Regions from separate parts of the Sus scrofa genome. Here regions 1 and 2 are each linked to region 3. Evidence: chromatin contacts called from public Hi-C data. All regions are on one chromosome and are shown on one strand. The core of a region is the stretch at or near the end of the contact, and the rest is flanking DNA. Distances in the headings are between cores, read along the strand shown. Region 1 holds the start of CEBPG (CCAAT/enhancer-binding protein gamma). Region 2 overlaps PEPD (xaa-Pro dipeptidase). Region 3 holds the start of SLC7A10 (asc-type amino acid transporter 1).

Evidence for each region. Hi-C and Micro-C count contacts between places; a contact is called where the count stands out from the background.
Region 1: a Hi-C map of epiblast stem cells shows a contact between it and region 3, with 2.0 times the contacts expected there. The contact joins the promoter of CEBPG here to the promoter of SLC7A10 in region 3. A contact is called at or near these places in 1 of 47 Hi-C or Micro-C datasets (epiblast stem cells) and 1 of 2 datasets of contacts at active chromatin or transcription factors (alveolar macrophages).
Region 2: a contact with region 3 is called in a Hi-C map of omental adipose tissue, with 1.9 times the contacts expected there. The contact joins the enhancer-like site here to the promoter of SLC7A10 in region 3. A contact is called at or near these places in 4 of 47 Hi-C or Micro-C datasets (blood, embryonic fibroblasts and omental adipose tissue) and 1 of 2 datasets of contacts at active chromatin or transcription factors (alveolar macrophages).

Annotation. Positions count from the first base shown.
Region 1 is chr6:43,163,363-43,167,376 of Sscrofa11.1, forward strand. CEBPG (CCAAT/enhancer-binding protein gamma) reads left to right here and starts at 1,540. Exons shown (of 4, transcript XR_002344626.1): 1 at 1,540-1,757; 2 at 3,048-3,131.
Region 2 is chr6:43,194,104-43,197,965 of Sscrofa11.1, forward strand. The region is part of intron 11 of PEPD (xaa-Pro dipeptidase); the gene reads right to left. Among named protein-coding and RNA genes, the nearest start is that of CEBPG, 31 kb to the left of the region's middle. Within about 2 kb of position 2,063, at least 1 of the 83 cell types and tissues checked has an H3K27ac peak or open chromatin away from gene starts, as enhancers often do. A contact at or near this core is called in omental adipose tissue, where this site is marked.
Region 3 is chr6:43,015,635-43,019,834 of Sscrofa11.1, forward strand. SLC7A10 (asc-type amino acid transporter 1) reads right to left here and starts at 1,971. Exons shown (of 11, transcript XM_021094294.1): 1 at 1,696-1,971. The coding sequence starts at 1,846.

The DNA of each region.
Region 1 (4,014 bases), core at 290-2,789, 150 kb after region 3:
CTTCCTATAATCTCTCACAGCATCTTGCACTTCTTTCTTGCAATAGCGATGGAAATCGTAATTAGAAAATTGTATGATTATTGAATTCTGCCTCCCTTGCTGGAAGCATAAGCTCCATGTGGGCAGGGACTGTTGCTGAATCCCCACAGCTTAGCACATAGTTGGCACTAAATATTTGTAAACTGAGTAGAAGAATTACCAGCCACCAGCTGAAGAGGAAATAAATACTCTAGTCTCCCTGGCGTTGAGGAGACCTGCTGAGTGTGGAAGAAGACCTGCCCAGACAGACTCAGAGAACATTGGAGCAGCTTGGCAGCAAGTTTAGCAAACCGGGGGATAAGGAACACATCTATACAGGTTTTTTTCCTTTTTTTTTTTTTAATTGATTAGGAAATGGTGAGGATGAAATTATGATTCTGTGAGTAACAAAATCGAATCCAGTTTTAATATTGCTAAAATCGCGATCAAAGAAATTTTAACTCCAACCACTGCCCACCAAAGTGAAAAGTACTGGTTTTGGTGATATTGTGTCATTCTACCAAGTGTGCTTCTACAGTCATCAGCGTTCACTTTTGGCTGCAGCCCTTCTTATTATCTTTTTTTTTTTTGGTTTGTGTGTGCAAATGTTTTATCATCTCTTCATTGATTCCTCGAAACAGTCCCTTGCAGAAAGCTGGTACCATTGCCTGGCGAGGAAGAAACGTTTCCTCTTTCAAAGACTCCAGTTTTTGGACGATAAGAATTGCTAAAGAGGAAGCAATCAAATCTATCTGCCTCCACCCAGCTCGCTGCTTCCTGGTTGTAATACGCTTTCAGATTCTCCTGTGAATTGTCTTTGACAAATAAAGCTGGATTGCCATTCATTTTTTGAGATCAAGTCTCTCAGTCTGTTCACCTGGAAGACAGCACATGGCAGTCAGGTAAACTCAATTATTTCCTCCGTAACCACAGTCTGTACCGAAGTGACATCAATACTAATCCCACATTGGGAAAATTTTCCTTCCTTCGTTTTTCACCAAGTTTGCAGCTGCCTTCACTGCCGTGAGGTCCGGGGCTTCTCTCCAGACTCCATCCGGAGGGCGCGAGTCGCGGTGAGGCGACCGTCGGCCTCCCAGCCTACGAAGAGGCGAGCCCGGTGGGCCGTTCCGGGAAACTGTCCCTGGAAGCGACTCCGAGGCGGGGCTCCCTGAGAACGTGGTGAAACCAAAACAGAAATTGGTGATTCAAAAAAAAAAAAAAAAAAATCATCTCAGAAAATTGCGCTTTCCAAAGACAGGTGTTGCCTTCACAAGGCTACAGTTCTCCAATGCCTCCAACTTTGACAGAACCTTTTGAGCGGCGGGTCGCCCACGTCTTAGGATGTCTCCCCACGCGTTCAGTCCTGGAAACTAAGGCCGCTGCCGCCACCACCCCTGCCCATCCTAAAGCGCCGTGGGCTACGCCTCCGCCACGTGCCCGCCTCCCGCAGTCAGGCCGCTCTCGATTGGCTAGCGGCGCTGCCAATCCCAGGGGGGGCGGGAGCAACCCGTAGGCCGGCGCTCCCATTGGTCGTGGAGGCGGCGGCGGCCGCGCGCGCGGCCTGAGCGAGGAGGGGAAGCCGGTGGCTGCGGCGGCGGAACGGGCGGAGGCTCCCGGTTTCGTAACCGTCGCTCCACCTCGCTGACTCGCGGGCTGCTAGGCCTGGGTCGGGTCCGGCCGTACCGCACGGGGCCGCTTAGAGTGGAGGCCGCCTGGGGGCAGGCGGGCTAGTGGCGCAGGTAAGGAGGCCGCGAGCGGGCTGAGAGAGTTGGGAGGCCGCGGTGCTGCCAGCTGCTCGCGTGGGCGCGGCCCCAGCGAGAGGAGCCCCGGCCCGGCCCGGCCCGAGGCGGCCGGCTTGCTGGGAAGGCCCCGCGCGGCCCGCGGCGCGGGCGGCGGCCCCGCGCGGCGTCTGATGCAACCTGCCGGCAACACCCGGCGAGGCCTCTGAGCTCATCCCTGGCCCCGGCCCAGCGCCGCGGCGCCACCCGCCGACCCCCGGGCTCCCCCGGCGCCCCTGCTGCCGGCCCGGGACGGGATGCGAGCCACGCCGTGCCCCCTCCACAACCCGGCCCTCTGTGTGTGCAGTGTGACAAGCCAGGCTCGTATTGGCCCTTGGGGATAAAGGGTGTTCCCAGAATAGCCGAAGGTAGACCTTATCTTAGTGGAGTGCCACCTAGGTTGTTTCCTGCCCCTCCAGAACTACGCGGGGTCGGGTAGCCGAGAATCGGATTCAGAAGTTATTAGAGTAGTCAGGGAAGGCAGTTGATTTTTTAAATACGTGATTTTACGGAAATAGTATGGTTCCTTATGGAGCTGTACTTTTGAATACCCTTCGTTTGACTGTCGAACACCGGTTGGGTGAACGTGCAGCAACCACGAGTTGAATGGAGCAGGGGAGGGCAAGAAATGAAGCGCTTCGTTAGCATGCTCCGAGGGAACATGCTGAAGCTAATTGCCAGCAGAGGTGTCTGGGTAGAGAGGATGGAAGTGTTAAAGGGAAGGCTACTCTGTTCTTTCAAGTAAGTTTGTGTGTTTTTATGCTTCAGGAGGTTTACTTGTCTGGCTTTTCTGTTATCTGAGGTTTATTTTGTCATCTGGTTTCTTAAAATGTGCTTTTAACTTTGGTGGGTTACGCAAAAATTGGTAGTTCTGTCTCCCAGCCTACACTCAATTGAATCCGTACTTGAAGAGATTATCCTTTGGACAGATAGGTTATGGGACGCTCAAAGAAATTTTTGAGATAAAATACTGATATTTCTGCATCTAAAAGTTCTTGGTATTTAAAAGTTAAAACCTGGTCAGCTGTCACTACTTGAGTAGTATTTGGGATAAAGCTATCCTTAAAGTTGATTTGCTATTTTGGAATAACAGTGTAAACAGGGCTAAACCATCATAGGATTCTAGTGAGTTGGAGAATTTTTCAGTTTCTCAAGTCTTGCTTCGGGCGGGTGCAGTTGGCTGATTCAGTCATTTTAATACTTGCCTAAAACACATAGGTGGGAGCAAAACTTCATTTTTTTTTTTTCCAGAATGCCCTCTAAATTCTCAAGAGCACATCATGACTGTTGATCTTGGAGAGGTGGTTTCATCCTTAGGGATTTAAACAACAGCTGGTGAGTCCTAGGTAAAGACAAATAGGATCTCATGGGGCTGAATTTGGTTCTGTGGTCTAAGATTTGCTTCACCTGATCGCAAAAATGGTAAACGCAGACACAATTCCAGGTTTATTGTGTATTCTTGGGCACCTCTGTGGGTTCTTGTACTGGTAGGTACAATGGTCTCCTACCTTTTTGGCTTTCTAGACGTATCGGTAAAAAAAAAAAAAAAAAAGAATTGCGATTGATTCCTTAATAGATGTGTATTTATAAATGTTTCTTTGTACTATTTGTGTGTGTTGTAAACACCACCAAAAGTAGATTGAAAGATGACCAAAAAAAAAAAAAAAAAAAAACCCATCCAGGTGAACATACATTCTTTTCATTCTCCAAAGGACCACCCGTGTACTCCCTGAAGGGATGTATCCTCCTTCAGGGACCCCTGTTTTGGGTCATGAAGGGCCAGCAGTGACAAATAAATAGAAATCCTGCTCAACTGGGTGTTTATCAACTTTGACTGCTTACCTGACTTCACTTGTAGTACAGGGTTGTCAGACCCTGGCAGCACATGCCTGAGAGCTTGAGGTTATGGAAAACACAACTGGACAAAGTGAAAAATAAAGGTTCTCAACTGAAATGAAGCAAAGACCAGATGAGAATGCTGTTCACTCTCTAGACTGGGGACTAGAAGCTGCAGGGAACTGTTGTTATTTTCCTGTGCACCTTTAAGAAGAACTGAGAGCCTTAGGTGGGTAGTAAGACCGGAACATCTCAGTAACACTCTTGATTTAATTATGGTTGTTTTAAGAGATTTACTGCTCAAGAGTCGCATTTTTATGTAAGACATTTATAAAAATAAGTGTTAGCCTTTGGAGCAAATAATTTCTCGAGCGCTGCCCCT
Region 2 (3,862 bases), core at 813-3,312, 180 kb after region 3:
GCTGGGCGCCCCTCAGTGGGGCAGCAGGGAGCCCCAGATACAGACTCGCCCCTCTGTGGGGCAGCAGCACAGCAGCAAACTTAGCAGGCGGAACTGTCCCATCGCTGCCTGAGGGGCCCCCCTGAGAGGCGGGCACCCTGCAGCCTGTGGGGGAGGGGCGGGGTGTCTGTGACAGAGACACAGGCCCCTGCCTGAGGCACAGCGGCCCAGGACAGAGGGTTGAGGTGGGGCGAGCTTCCCCAGGAGTTTAAACTAAGGTCTAGTCCCCAACAACCTGCAGAATTAACAGGGAATTAACTCGAGAGAGGGGCAGGGATTGCTGGCAGGTAACGGAGGGGCTGGCGGGGAAGAGCCTGCCCGGGCCATGCCCTCTCAAGGCCTGGCTCCTCGTCTGCGGGAGGAAGCCAAGGAGCAGCAGGGAAGCCTTGTAGAGAGGGTCTGATCCCGCCTCGGCTCAGGGAGCAGTGGCACATATGGCCCACCCACCACTGACACGTGCAGGTGTCTTCTGGGGCCCCCTGGGAGGAACAAGGCAGCCCTGACTTCTGTGGGCTTTGGTCCCCATGAACTGTGTCAGCCCTCTGCCAGTCAGCAGGGCAAGGCCAAGGCTCCAGGCCGACCACCATGAGGCAAGGAGACGGGAGGGACAGCCGTCCCTGGATAAGTCCCAGGATGACACGGGCTGGCTGCTGAGCACGTGCTGGGACAGGCTTCTCCCCCACTAAGCCTCTCCCATCCGGAGCCCCAGGACACCAAGACAGCGCTAGCAGGGATGAGCCAGACCAGCGTGTCCTGAGGCAATGCTGCCCTCTTCTGGCCAGTGCTGGGAGGTACGGCTCGCCACCCACCAGCCACATCCCATCAGCTGCTGGGCAACCCAGCCTGGGCATCCTTAGACTAGGCCGCCTGGAAGGTTCTGAGAGGAGCCATGGGGTATCCCGCCCCAGGAACCACTCCCCCTGCCACCTGATCAGATGGTGGGAGAAGGAGGAGATGGCAGGTGAGGAGGGGTATCCAGGCTGTTTTACAAATCAGGGCCCACTGGAGGCGCACGCTGGACCCTCCCCACCTTCCACCTCTGCCCCCCAGAGGGAGCCTGTTGGGCCCAGGGGAGGTGGGGAGTCCAGTACTGTAGTGGGCCCAGTTCTGGCTGCACTGCTTCTGGGTGGACCTAAACACGGACCGCGGCGCTCCCTGGTGGCCCATGGGCGGTGCACCAGCCCCCCTTAGAGACTCTGGTTCCCAAAGCCCAGGCTGGTTTTGGGGGACAGGACAGTGATGTGGAGTCAGAGGGCCTCTGCCCCCCCCCCCCCCGCCGCCGGCTACACCTGGGCTCGCATGGCTGATCTGGCAGGGAGGGATCTTCTGGGCTCCTTCCCAGGAAGGGCCTCTCATGATGTCAGACCATCCCATGTGAACTTGGTGAGTGTTTATTACAAGTAGGCCACACTTTTTTTTGGGTCTTTTTAGGGCCGCACCCACAGCATATGGAAGTTCCCAGGCTAGGGGTCCAATCGGGGCTGCAGCTGCCGGCCTGTGCCACAGCCACAGCCACCCCCAGATCCGAGCCGTGTCTGCGACCTACACCACAGCTCACAGCACCGCCGGATCTTCACCCACTGAGTGAGGCCAGGGGTGGAACCCACGTCCTCATGGATGCTAGTTGGGTTCGCTAACCACTGAGCCGCGATGGGAACTCTGGGGTCACGCTTTGTAACTCTGTTTTAGGAGGTCTGTCTGCATCCTTCAAACAAAAATGGAAAGCAACCCACAGCTTCTCTAGGACAGTGTCTTGGTGATGAGGTTCACGGTGAACCCCGAGGGCCAGAGCAGGAGAGGGCTCTCGGAGGCAAAAGCGAAGCCCCGAGAAGCCCCACAAGAGGCCTTGTGCCTCTGAAGCAGCCGAGAGGGAGGGCGGAGGGGATCTGAGGCCACATCAAAGTCCAGTTCCCACCTGAGCATCCAGGCAGAGCAAGTGGGGCAGCATCCAGCTGAGAGACGCAGGGAGGGGCCCGAGGGTCTGGCGGGGGAGGAAGAGCTCCTCGGAACACCCTTCTCAGCTCTGGTGATGCATCTGACGTGGGCTAAGTACCAGCGCGTCTGACTTACAGGTCCCGAGTCCCTGGCCCAGCTCCTGAGAGGCGCCTGGTACTGGAAGGGCAGAGGGGTGGAAGGTGGCCCTGGCCAGCTTCAAGCTCTACCTGGCACACGTCTCGGAGACAGTTTGAGGGCCAAAAACATGGAGCAGGCAGGTCACATGACCCCAGAGCAGTCTCAATAAACTGGGCTCTGCCTGCGGCTCTCGCCTCAGGTCGGGTCTCTAGGGCGGAAGCAGCTGCTGGAAGGCAGGCCTTAGGGGCACGGGTGGGTTGCTGGCTCTGGGGAGGCCGCCGTGTGGCAGCTCTCTCCCGCTGAGGGTCCCCTGTGCTGGTCCCCACACCCCACACAGTGGCCATCAGTGAACCCGCCCAGAGCTGGGTGCTCTCAGCCCCGGTGGCTGACGGAGAAACTGGGGCTCGGAGGGGTGACCCCTCAGCCAAAGAGGGGGAGACAGGGGCTTGAACGGGGGACCCTCTGTGATCATGGTCAGACAGCGGGCACCTCTGGGACTGGAGCGAGAAAGGGATGCGAAGGGCTGGCAGCCCATCAACACCCATTTCCCCGTCATCTCTGGTGGAGTCTGGCTACCCTGGACCAGTTCTGGCCCCTGGGGAGCCCCATTCCTAAACGTTAAACTGTCTCTGGGGCATTTGCACCCCACATCCAGGACTAAGACCTCGAGCGTACCTCCCCCATGGGCACAGGAAAACTGTCACGGCGCTGGGGGCCGCTCAGCTTCGGGACACACTCTGCGCTCCACTCTTATTTTGGTTTCTTACCTGATGATGAAGTATCGTGACTTTTATGTTGGGGTAACAGAGTGATTTATTATTTACCGAACACAGGAGGCCCTCGGCAGATCAATTTCAATAAAACAATGGATTATAAATGCCTTCAGCAATCTGGCAGTAGCAGTAATCAACAAAACATGTTGTTCTAAATGCTGCATGATAAATGGACTATAATAAACTCATAATTATTCTACTGGCTACATTTCAAAGTTAGCATTAGAAAAATAAAATCACCAGTTTGGGCTTGGCATTAACATCCGTGGGATTCCCTGGATCACTCCTGTCTCTAAAGCTGCAACCAGTAGACGCAGGTGCCAGGCGCTGCCTAGGAGGCTCGAGGCCATGGCATCTAGACGTGTGGAGGCCTGGTGCCTGGTGCCCCCAGTAAGCCAGGCCCCATGGCGTCAGGAGTCCCCAGAACACAGCCTCTCATGGGACGAGGACTCTCTTGGGATGGATAAAGAGGAGAGGGGGAAGCAGCCACTTCCTCTGGGGTGGGCCGAACTCACAGAGAAGAAAGCCTCGGCCTGTACAGTCCTGCCGCAGGGCCCTCCAGCAGGGACAGCTGGGCCTCTGCCTCGGTATGGGGACTGGGTTCCCATGCCTTGTCCTCCTGGCCCAGCCAGAATGGGTCATAAGTGTTAGGATAAGTTCCAGGAGGCCCGAGTCGCTGAAGACACCGGGTGGCCTCCTTTTGGGGCCACCAGCGCCTCAGCCGGGGCCCAGAGGGCAGGCCGCCTCCTCCCCTTAGTCTCCAGCTGCGTGAAGTCAGAGGCAGCGGACACCCCCTCCCCCAAGCCCTCTGGCTCTGCACCTGCACGCTCCTTGTGTTTTGTCACCTCGCCTACACATGGGAGGGGAGGGGAGGGGGAGACACCCACCTGTGGGAGCTGGCCCTGGCACCAGGCACGGCGGAGAAGCCTGCCAAGGTCACTGCATGCCCTTGGCCCCTGCACCAGGAAGGATGTCGG
Region 3 (4,200 bases), core at 721-3,220:
GGGCTGGGCTGCACGGAAAAATTCTTGCAGAATTAGCCTCATCCACTCCCGCCATCACCACTAGGGATTTCGCTTGAGGAGAGAGGAGCCAGCAACCTCTGCTTGACCTGTGGGGGATGGGATGTGGGGAGAAGGCAGAAGAGGAATACAGCTCACGGATGCTGCTGGCTTTAGCTGAGGCAGCCCAGGACAAGCCACATCGCTCCCTGCATCTGCCGGGCACTGTAGCTGGCTCCAGACATGGTCAGCCTCTTGATCCCATGGCCCATGCATGACATCCGGGCTTCCCCTTCCTGGCAGTACAGCTCTTGGAGAGGGTGTGGGCCTGGGCAAAGCTCTAACCAGTACGCTGGCTAAATCTCTGAAAGCAGCCCGCCCTCCCAGCAGCCAAGCAGGGGCACTCTAGGCCAAAGAAGGTCGCCAGGCCAGATCAGGATCAGCCCCTAGAAGATACCATTCCAGGTACAAGTGGGTGAGACAGGGAGGTACCTACACAGGGTACAATTCTCAGTATGCGTGCAGGGGTGGCCAAGAGTGAGACCCCAGCCTTGGCCCAGGAGCTCCTGGTGTGGGGGCAGAGGAGGAGGAGGAGGTGAAGAAGACCCCAGTCTGCTCTCTGGAGCCCCCAACCTTCTCCATCTCCAAGGGTCTAAGGATGGGTGGGCAATGGATGCATAAGCAGCTCCCACTGGCTGGGGGGAAGACGGGGCAGGAGGTAAACAGAAAAGCAGTCAAGGCCCTTGCCATACATCCTTCCAGCCCATGTCTCCTGGGACACGGGGCGTGGAACAGACTCCTCCCACGAGGGTCTCTGAGGCACCTGCTGTGGAAAAGGCACAGGTCTGGGTTAGCCAGCTCCCGAGACATCAGTCTTCATGACTTGGACATAAGGAGGAAATTCTAGCACCGTTCTCACTGGCCTGAGCTCTCTGTCTTCCCAGAAGTCCTTGTATGGGGGCAGGATGCATGCGCTCATTCTCAGGTGGGGAAGCTGGGCCAGAGAGCAAGGGGATGAGAGTGTCTGTTGGGATCCCTGCCCAGGTGGCAGGTGGCCTTTCTGCAGGCTGGGTCTGCCCACCCCAACTCAGCCTCTGGAAGTCGCTGGCTGCTCTGCCCGCCTTCCCCAGGGTCCGGCTGCCAAACTCTGCACTAATCATTTACTCTGAACCGATTTCCCCTCTGGGCTGGCTCTACCTGGCTGGTCTACCCACAAGTCCCTCCTGCTTTCGAAGAATAAATCAACCACACTGCATGGCACCTGGACCCTGGCCACAGTAGGAACTCAGTTTCTGCCACAAGGCTCACACCTGGGGCCTTGGCCGGGAGGTCAGCCTGCGGAGCCACACTGGTCAGGTTCCTGCACTCAAGGCAGGACCACAGTCATCTCCATTTAGATGAGGGTAATCGCCTTGCCAAGTTCAAAGTGAAGGAAAAGCCTGAGGAGGACTCCAGCGGCGGATGGACCCCTCCTCAAATGCAAAAATGCAGGGCACTTGGGGACGCGAAACAAGAAGCCCAGCGGCTGCTGTGTGAGGGGAGACACCGCAAGGTGCTCGGGGCAGGCAACCCCCCTCATCCCCGTCCCACCGCCTCCAACCAGTAGGAGCGCCCGGAGAGGGGTGCCCCGTGTTCGGAGCGGCTGTGCATCCTCGGCCCCACAGCCCCAGGCACCCGTCCACCCCGGGCCCTGCTCACCGATGATGATGGTGCAGGCGCTCACTAGTCCGATCTCCTTTTTGAGCGCCACCCGCTCCGAGGCCCCGGGGCCGGGGCCCGGGCCGGGGGAGGGCGAGGGCGCAGGGCCGGGGTTCCCGCGCCCGCTTGGCTGCTGCGTGTGGCCGGCCATGTCGCTGTTCCGCCGCGTCCCCGCTCCCAGCACTGCCCGGTCTGTACGACCGGCCGCCGGTCCGTCCGTCGGTCCGGCTGTCGGTGCGCGCCGCCCTCGCAGCACGGACAGCGCCCACAGGCGGGCGCATGCGCTGGCGCGGGGCCCGGGCCCTGAGCCCCGGCCGGCGGGGGCCCAGAAGGGCGGAAGGAGGACTGGCCGGCAGCCCCCTCCCCCACCTCCCTTAAAGGGAACTCCCCCCCCCACACCCTTCGGGGCCCCACCCTCCCAAGCCGGGCCTGGGAAGGAAGGAGAGGACTTGGGGCAGACCTAGGAAGAACTTCCCCGACCGAAGAACCCCCTCCCGCTGCTGCCTGAGTTACCACCCATTCCCAGGGTGGGGGTGGGGGGGGCAGAGCTCCAAAGCAAGACTGTCCCCGCCCTCGAGGAGACTGAGGAAGCTGGCAGAAATAATAGCCGTCAGGGCACTGAGACCCACTGTGCGTCAGCGCTTCCATACTCCTTACATCGGGGCACGGACCCCTAGCGCGCACATGTGCCGGGAGAGGGGTGGAGGTTGGGCCCATTCTACAGGTGGAAGCTGAGGCCCAGGGATAGAAAGGACGATCGCGAACGAAGTGGCAGGGCCGAAGCGCAAACCCTTTCTTATAACATCTTGGCTTCCAGACGCTGAAGGGGGTGTGTGAGGTGGATCCTCCAGGATCCTCTCATAGGGTCGGGAGACCCTGGCCCTCCACCATCAAAAGTTTGAGGAGACAGGATCCAGGTGAAGTTTCGAGCCCTCAACCCTCACCCAGAGGGGTCTCAATGCCTTGTGGAAGTCCTGGAAGGGGTTCTGCTCAAAACCCCATCTGCCCCCGGGTTCGGGACGGGGTCTGGCAGGCTCTAGCCGCAGCGCCTGGCCGCAGGTCAGAGCTGGGGCTCAGTGGACTAGAACTCCGGTCTTTGGCGAAGGCCCCACGCAGTCCAGCTTGGCTCAAGGAGACGAGGCCACCTCAGCTGTCTGGGAGACACGGAGAAGGAACTGTGGCCCCCGAGGTCGAAGGAGGAGGTCGGGCGTGCGGGGTCCCAGGGAGGCTGCCTCTTCCCGGAAGCCGTCCGGACTGTGCAGCCCGGGCCAGAGGAGCAGACACAAGGGGGGCCGCGTCGGGGGCCACCGAGGCGGCGGGCGGGGCGAGCCTGGCACGGTGCGGCCGGCGGCGGAACAGCCTTTGTCCCTTCCTGGCGGCCGCCGCGACGCGCCGTCCCCTGCATGTGGATGAGGCCGGGCCCCCTGTCCTTCCCCCGCCCTCGGCCCCAGGGCTTGCGGGGAGGTGGCGGGGATGTTGATCCGACGGGCGGACGGGGGTGGGGTGGGGTGGGACGGGGGCTGGGGGCTGCCTCTTGGTCGCCAGAGTCGAGGTGCGAGCGTGGCAGTGCAGGGGGTCTGCGGGCGAGGGGGACTTCGAGGTTGGGGGCGGGGACCTGGGAGTAGGAGCAGGACGACCCTGGGGTGACGCGGAGATGGGAGGCCGCCGGCGAAGCTTCAGCCCTCGGGCTCCCGTCGGAGTCCGGCATTCTTGGCGCCCTCTGCCTCCCGCCCCAGAGACGCGTCCAGCACTGCCTTTCTTAAAGGAGCCTCGCGCAGGCAGTGGGTTAGGGGGAGGCGGCACAAGCTCTGTAGCCTCAGTTGTCGTGGGTGGAGGAAGGCTGGGGTCTGACCTGTATCTGTGTGGCTCCATGCACTCACTTGCCCTTGCAACGAGTGTTGGGAGAGGGTCTTGCCAGGGCTGGTGCACCTAGGGTTGGCCTGAGCATCACCCACCAGGAGCCTATGAGTTTCATAGGTGAGCTTCTCATGGCACCTGAAATGTGGAATCCGTGTTTGAGGAGAATGGGGTGTCTGGAGCACCTGGGGGGATGGAATCTGCATGTTGTTGCCCAGGCCCCCAGTTCGGGAGGTCATTTTAGTGGAATAAAGTAGAACCCGCAAACCCCACTGGGAACAGGAAGTTGGCAGTATTGGTTTACCATCCCAAAGACAATCCGTATAATTCCCCACAGTAACGGGGAGGGTAAAAAGGGGAAACCGCAGGATCTTCTCAACAAGATTCAGAAAACAGTCATCCATGATTTAAACAAATTAGAAAACTCTTTTAACAAATTAGAAACAGAACTTCCTCAATCTGATAAAGGTATCTACCCAAACCCCTAAACCCTCCATGAAACAAAAAACAATGAACAAAACGCCTACAGCTAGCATCATGCTTAAGGGTGAAATGTTGAATGCTTTCCCGCTGAGACTGGAAATGAGACCGGAAATGAGACCAAATGTTAGCACTCTATTCTGTACCACACGGTGCTAGTGGTCCTAG